2 separate regions of the Sander lucioperca genome follow, and region 1 is linked to region 2. The links are chromatin contacts, called in public Hi-C maps. All regions are on one chromosome and are shown on one strand. Each heading gives the region's core, a stretch centred on a gene start, on an enhancer-like site or on the middle of the called end of the contact. The rest is flanking DNA. Distances are from core to core; before and after follow the strand shown.

Region 1 (3,426 bases), core at 848-3,347, 210 kb after region 2:
ACCATAGATAGCTCAATTTTTTCACTTGGTTAAGTAGCTAGCTGCAGGGTTCATACGCATTTTAACCAATACTTCTCCATGACTTTTTCATGACTTTTTGGCAAATTTCCATGACTATGTATTCCTGAAAATGTCAGTCGACATTATACAATAAAAATAAAAATCTGTGTTAAAGTTTACCCTCAGAGGTTTAACAATAAAATGAATAACAATTTATGTGGTTCATAGCGGGATTCGTAATATCGTGCCCCGAATAGAACGCTGAGGTTAGGACAACGTGAAATACATTTATTAATCACATATTATTATGCTGTGTTAAAAAAAGAAATTCCATGACTTTCCCTAAACTTTCTGGGTCTTTTTGTGTTTCCAAATCCTTTCCAGGCCTGGAATTTGCATTTTTTTAATTCCATAACTTTCCCAGGTTTTTTCAAAACGTATGAACCCTGTAGCTGACCATTATGATTTTTGGGCTCCCATTAGGTTTTACAACACCTCTAAAGTTTTGGTTGGATTAAGTCATTATATTGTACCTCTGGGGGCTTTATTGCACTATACGCTACCTTTGGAGGCAGTGTAATAAAAAGCAAGAGGTCAGACCAATGGCTGAATCAGGGAAATGACAGGACATTTAAATAGTCTGTGTAGCAACATGTTCATAATACATGTTAACAGAAATAATTTCCACTTCTTACAGAGCTCTGTCTGGCTATGTTGGTTTTCTACCTGGAGGACAGGGGCTTGGATTTGCACTCCCTCTAGGACAATAGTGGCCTGCCGGACACACATCACCATGGGACTGACCCAGGGTTGAATTGCCAGGAAGTGGGGATGGCGATGTGATATCTCCTGTAACAGAGACAATAGACCTTTATTGGATGTCATTACTCATTAGGTTAGTGAGTGAACTAAAAGGCCAGAGCCATTTTCTGCAATCCCAGGAAGAGAAATACTATAAAGAGAAAGCAATGGGGACTGGTAAATGTTCAGTGGAGACCTCTCCAGCACTGTGGAGTCAAAGGTCATGAAAATGTTAAATACAAGCAGGAGTGCATTGAGAGAAAATGGTCCACAGCAGAGTGTTTTTCAAGCTTGTGTCAGATTACCCTGTTTTTATACATTACAAATACCATTTAACCAATCTGCATGTTACCATGCATTTATTAACACTACATCAGGGGCAAGACGAATCAGCCTGTTACCTGTGGTATTACCCCAAGGTGTGGCCATTCTGGATCCCTCTACGCAGTAGAAGCCTGGGTTGCAGAGCCCAGATGGGGAGGAGAGGCCAACCTCAGCGCAGTAATGACCAGGCAAACAGGGCTGACACACTTCGATAGAAACTGCCCCTGGAACAACAGAAATAGAACTCATATGTTTGCCTTGTTATCTAAATGATAAAAAAGTGAATGAATATGGGTCAAGTGAAATAATTCCACTTCACTTCAGTGATTGTTTTCTGATGGAGGAGGGTGGCAAATTATTTCATTGATTTCAAAAATGTCCACCAACATTGCCAATAACTCCAGTTAAGTTAGCCCATTATGTTCAAATGTCAGCAACAGTGTATAGTTTAATTATTCAGTGTTGTCTGTCACCATCTACGGAGCTGAAGGTGCCTGCAGGGCAAGGAACCATATAGCTTGTACCCTGAGGGCAATAGGACCCTGCAGAGCAGCGTCCCCCTGTTGGGCCCTCCTCTGGCTGGGCAGAAACAGAACCGTGGATACATAGGTAACTAGGGGCAGCGAGATGATGGAGACAGAGACAATGGGGAAGGGTATACAGGATATATGAAGTGATAGATGAGAAAGACAGAGGGAGACAAAGCATAAGGGAGGTTTAATTATAGACAAGGGAGACAGAATTAAACCGAAACAGGATGTCATATCTTTCATAGTCTACATGAGTGTGAACATGATGAAGGATGTGTTCAGTAGCATGTGTTTACCCAGGAGAGCAGACCCCAGTGGGAGCAGCCAGTCCAGAGGAGCTGCAATATCTCCCTGGAGGGCAGAGCTCGCAGCCCAACTTAGTGGACAACCCCATCTGCCTGCTGAAGGTACCAGCTGGGCAGGGGTATGCTACACCAGACTGCGTTCCTGTAGACAGATAGCACATAATATCTACAGATGGTCCAGGACTAACCATCACAGAACAGTTTATAAAGGCCGTCATTATCTTGATTATGCCCTATAATGGCCATTTGCATAATTAGAAGGCCATTTACTGCTACAGCCACTTAATCAGGAGTACACATATAACAAGAGCAATATTCAACAACATTGTGCATGCAATACAACACATTTTAGTTAATTAATCAATCTCACTGAGTCTGCAGCATCATTTGTGTTCCACTTCCATTTATATCTGATAAAATGATCTCGTAACATTGTACATTTGTCAAGAGTGTGTAAGAATAGCTGGACTATTGTATCCTACCTGGTGGGCAATAGTGTCCTTTAGGACACAGCGTGGGGGTGTGAGTACCAGACACATGCCCAGTGTCAGCATCCACTGAGCCTGCACAGTAAAATCCTACTGGACATTGAACACACTCTGCCTGTGGAGGGGTACATTGCGCACATCATTTTTTCTACACAGACTTAATACAAAATTATGACTACAGATGTTCACGAATATCAACAGACATGAACACTTTGATGATAAAAGTGAAACTAAAAACTGTATACAGTGCACACAGATGGGGAAGATGCTTTCAGGAGAGCTATAACTTTCCCCAGAATAAAGCTACGATATGTTAAAAACCCATCTTTTATAGGTCATATACAGTTAGTCAATAGCACTATTTTGGATCCAGTTTTAGAGTAAAACATATTTTTCAGTCCAGTATATCAAGCCATATACTCATTAAGACAGTAGTGCAGTTATTGAAGGTTATTCTGATTGCATAATATACAGTAGTAGGTGCTACCTTGCCTTTTGGACTGTAGGATATGTCAGAATATTAGCAGACTGTTTATCCTCATCTTCCTCACCTGTCCAGGTAAACCCTGATAGGTCCCTGGCAAGCAGGGTATCTGTCTATCAGATCTAGGTGGGCACATGTTTCCAGGTGAGCAGAGTATAGCTGCCAACTGGCTGCCGTTTTCCCTGCCTGGACAGTAAGAGCCAGCTGGACAGATATGAGAAGGGAAAGAGAGCCCTCTGGTGACACACAGGAAACCTACAAAACAAAAGGAACACTGAAGGGATTATTCCGCAATAAATCAAGTTACGTAATAGAAGCTTTATCTTCTGGCAGATAAATGACACAATTAAACGCTAATGTGCGCAACATAAATTAGTTCCAACCTGGAGGACAAGGCAGGCAGTCGGAGAGATAACTGTTTCTGGTTTTGTTGCTGTAATGTCCTATGGGACAAGGCAGTGGTGCTGACGAGCCCTGGGGACAGTAATGACCTT
Region 2 (3,505 bases), core at 478-2,977:
TCCTTATCAAACCGCTGAACACAACCTTATTGAGGAGATGTAATCTCATTTTAGTTATTGAATTATGTAATATGTGGTAAATATCCGAGACAGTTACATTGATTTTAGATTTAAAAGTTAAAAGTCAATTTTGCAACATTTAGCGTAACACACAGGAATATTCATATAGAAAAGTTTAACTTACAGAAGAATTTTTTTTACTGTTTGATATTAACTTACTTGATGTTATATCTCAATACTTGCACATTCCTGATATTATCAGTATAGCATGTACTTTGGCATTTAGAACAAATCTTTGTGTTTTGCAACACCTTCGCAATTAGAGAGACTTTAAATTAGGGACTTTGATTCTTGCAAAAACCACAGCCCAACCCGCTACAGCTGCACCTACAAGGATGTCTTAGTGCATATCTCAACAACAACAACAAATCCCAATTGTTGACAATCAGTAATTTCTGACAATTTCCATTGTTTAAAAGATGAAATTGAAACTGCATTACCATTCAAGAGCGCTGAAGACATCAGCCATCTTTCTTAGTTTTATTAGAGCTGTATTAGCCACTATGTGCTTCTGTAACTCAAAGTACTATCTTCCTGTACTTGTGGTTCTTTTGTTTTGTTGCTGGCACCGGTCCAAAGGAGTCAGACCATAATAATAATAATAATAATATATGCAATAATAATAATGTTCCTCTGCTGATGGGCCCCTCTGGGTTATTCCATCACTCAGCCTTTAATGACTTTTCTGCACAGAATGCAAGGAGTCACAGCCTGGTTACGAGAAGAAAAAGATGCCAAACATTTCACTTGTCTAATTCCCAGACCCTGTAGTGACAGTCCGGTATGTGACATTTTGGCATTTTCAAATAATGTACTGTTGATTATTACCTACACAATGTAAATACATTCATTGTTCTTGTGTCAATAAAATGTGTTTTCCCGCTCACATTGCAAAAATGAACTGACTCGCTTGGCTTTGAAAACAAATGGAATCGATAACAACAATGTCACATGGACGGACTCAAGGAAGGACTCAATGGAAAAATGCAATAGACCACAACATGCTAATGACACTCTCTCTATAAAGACTTTAATATACAAATCCAGAATGTGTGACTCTTCAGCTGATGAGGCTTATTAAAAGCTGTTTTTCCTCTACTGATTTTGTGGCTATAGCCTAATTCTTCTCACTGTGTATCTTTACATTTTTATTAAGATAGGCAATCTCTTACTCCTTCCCAAAGTTATGGCATCATTGAATGTTCATCTACTATATAATGATGATGGTTTTCGAAATGTGTTTGCAAAGCTGTGTCTCTTTATGTGCATTTAACCACAAGGAGGCAGTGTTGATCTGTTGATGAGAAAAAGGAAGGAGAAAGTTCAAGGTGTAGGATGTCCTCATATGAAGGTGGTCATTTAACGTAAAAGCAGGTTCATTGGAGTGTTGAGGAGATATACAGTAGCTTTGGCCACTCTGTAGGACTACTAACCTCACAGCACAGTATGGAAGCACAGAATATATATGCAGGGAAATGGGGTCCCTGAAGCACTTTACAGTTTAATGAATAAAATATCAAAGAGTAATGGCAGCCATGCAATTATTTATGTCTGTGCATAGCTTTGTTGTTGTTTTTTTGGATTGAGGAAAAAAATATGACCACCCAAATACATCGAGAGAAGTGCTGCCTTAAAGTGCTGTCATGAAGATCACACATTGAACAGATGTGTATACTTCTGCGACACAATGTGCACTTGTGGCAAAGTGATAAAGTGGTAAGTGATACATTTAGTTGATAAAAAAAAACGGCATTAAGAAACAGATAATCGACAGTTAGAATAAACAATGGGATTAGACACGAGTCTTGATACATTTTGTTTTATAAGCTTTTTTTTTTTTTTTTTTTTTTTAAAAAACGTTAACAGTTTTGTTTGTTAGTCTTTGTACTGCATACAACATTACAACCATAGACGGTAGGTTACAACCTATTTTATACAGTCTATGGGTACAAACCGACCAACAAAACAACTTCACTGAATTCAGTTATTCTTTACTGTAATTATTATCTTCTACGCATTACTACTACTGTGGCATAACGTTAATGACATCGTGTGCAGTTTTAAGTTTAGTACAGGAGTTTACGAGCGGCTTATGAAAGCATCACGTCACTATGGTAACTCAACGCTGACACTTCTGACTGAAAGTCCGTGTGAAGAAATTTTAGCGTTAGCTAGCTAAGACAAAATAGAGCTAGCTACGTATCTTAGTAAATAATAAAAGCAGGCTTGAAAAGGCAAAAGCATGATGGACAAACTTGAAGACTTCGAGAGTTTTTTGAAGAATGTTGATAAAATAAGTGAGTAATATAGCTAGCGGTGAACCTTTTTAACGCTAAAAATGGCTAACGTTATCTTGTGCCAGAATCAAGGGGAGCAAAATGAATGTATTAGTTTGCTAAATAGCTTTACAATCGGGTCAGGTATTGTTTTACCAGCTACTGTAGAAACAGTTACTGTAAGTTAAGTTAACGTAACGTTACCAACTCACTCAAATTATTGTTGTAACGTTAGTTCAGACAGTCAATTGTTTTTATAAAGCTAAAAGTCCATTGTTTTTATAAAGCTAAAAGTTAGACATTAACGTTACCACTTAGGCTAACGTTACGTACAATGACGTTAACGTTACTGTTTCATGCAACCATACTTGGGACTAGCTAGCTAGCTATTTTGTTGTAGCCTATATGATCATGTCCACTTTGATGAAGTTGTTGGAAAGTTGTAACGTTATTTGTATATGGTAATTTGTATGTGGTAATAAATGCAAGTAGCTAGGTTAGAATTAGGAAAATATGTATGAAACTTCAATCAAGTAAAAAAAAAATGAAAACGTTAATTACGTAAATTACAAATAATATTACACGTAATTAACGTAGCCGTAACTACACACACTGTAACCTACACAAGTCTCCGTAGCGTGAGGAATTCACAACAGTAACGAGTAACGATGCAGCACATAAAAAATGTATCGGAGTAAAAGTATTTTATTAATCGAAAATATGTACTCAAGTAAAAGTAGTAGAAGTAGGAGAAAAAAATAATACTCCAGTGAGTATAGATACAGCCTTTTAGTACTTAAGTAGAGTAGTGAAGTAGTTCGACTTCGTTACTATACAGCTCATATTTATTTTTTCATTTTTTTTCATATATATATATATATATATATATATTGAATATGTGAGCATAGGCTGTAAACAGTCAAATATATCTTCAGGTGAGATAGTGAAGGATCTAAAGTCCATTGATGTTGAAGTCCAGCAAAAAGCAATGGAGACTGCTGATTGCTACATTGCTGCCTTGGATGAACCGTGCAGGACAAAAGTCAACAAGACTACAATCAACACAAACCCACCACTTCAGCCTTCCTTGGTAAATACAATGCACACAAAGTCACCCAAGTACAGTTGCACTTCTTCTCATGTTCTCTGTCTGTCTCAGTCTCTCTCTC

Evidence for each region. A called contact is a pair of places that touch in the nucleus more often than the background predicts.
Region 1: a Hi-C map of muscle shows a contact between it and region 2, with 4 times the contacts expected there. The contact joins the promoter of LOC116048011 here to the promoter of ttc12 in region 2. A contact is called at or near these places in 2 of 2 Hi-C or Micro-C datasets (liver and muscle).

The regions. Positions count from the first base shown.
Region 1 is chr5:2,660,227-2,663,652 of SLUC_FBN_1.2, forward strand. LOC116048011 (zonadhesin-like) reads right to left here and starts at 2,098. Exons shown (of 57, transcript XM_036001231.1): 1 at 1,952-2,098; 2 at 1,599-1,738; 3 at 1,203-1,349; 4 at 727-849. The coding sequence starts at 2,049. It overlaps LOC116048013 (zonadhesin-like), which reads right to left. Exons shown (of 41, transcript XM_036001514.1): 39 at 3,316-3,426; 40 at 3,000-3,187; 41 at 2,429-2,563. The coding sequence ends at 2,429.
Region 2 is chr5:2,454,946-2,458,450 of SLUC_FBN_1.2, forward strand. ttc12 (tetratricopeptide repeat protein 12) reads left to right here and starts at 1,728. Exons shown (of 21, transcript XM_036001577.1): 1 at 1,728-1,776; 2 at 3,272-3,426. The coding sequence starts at 3,325.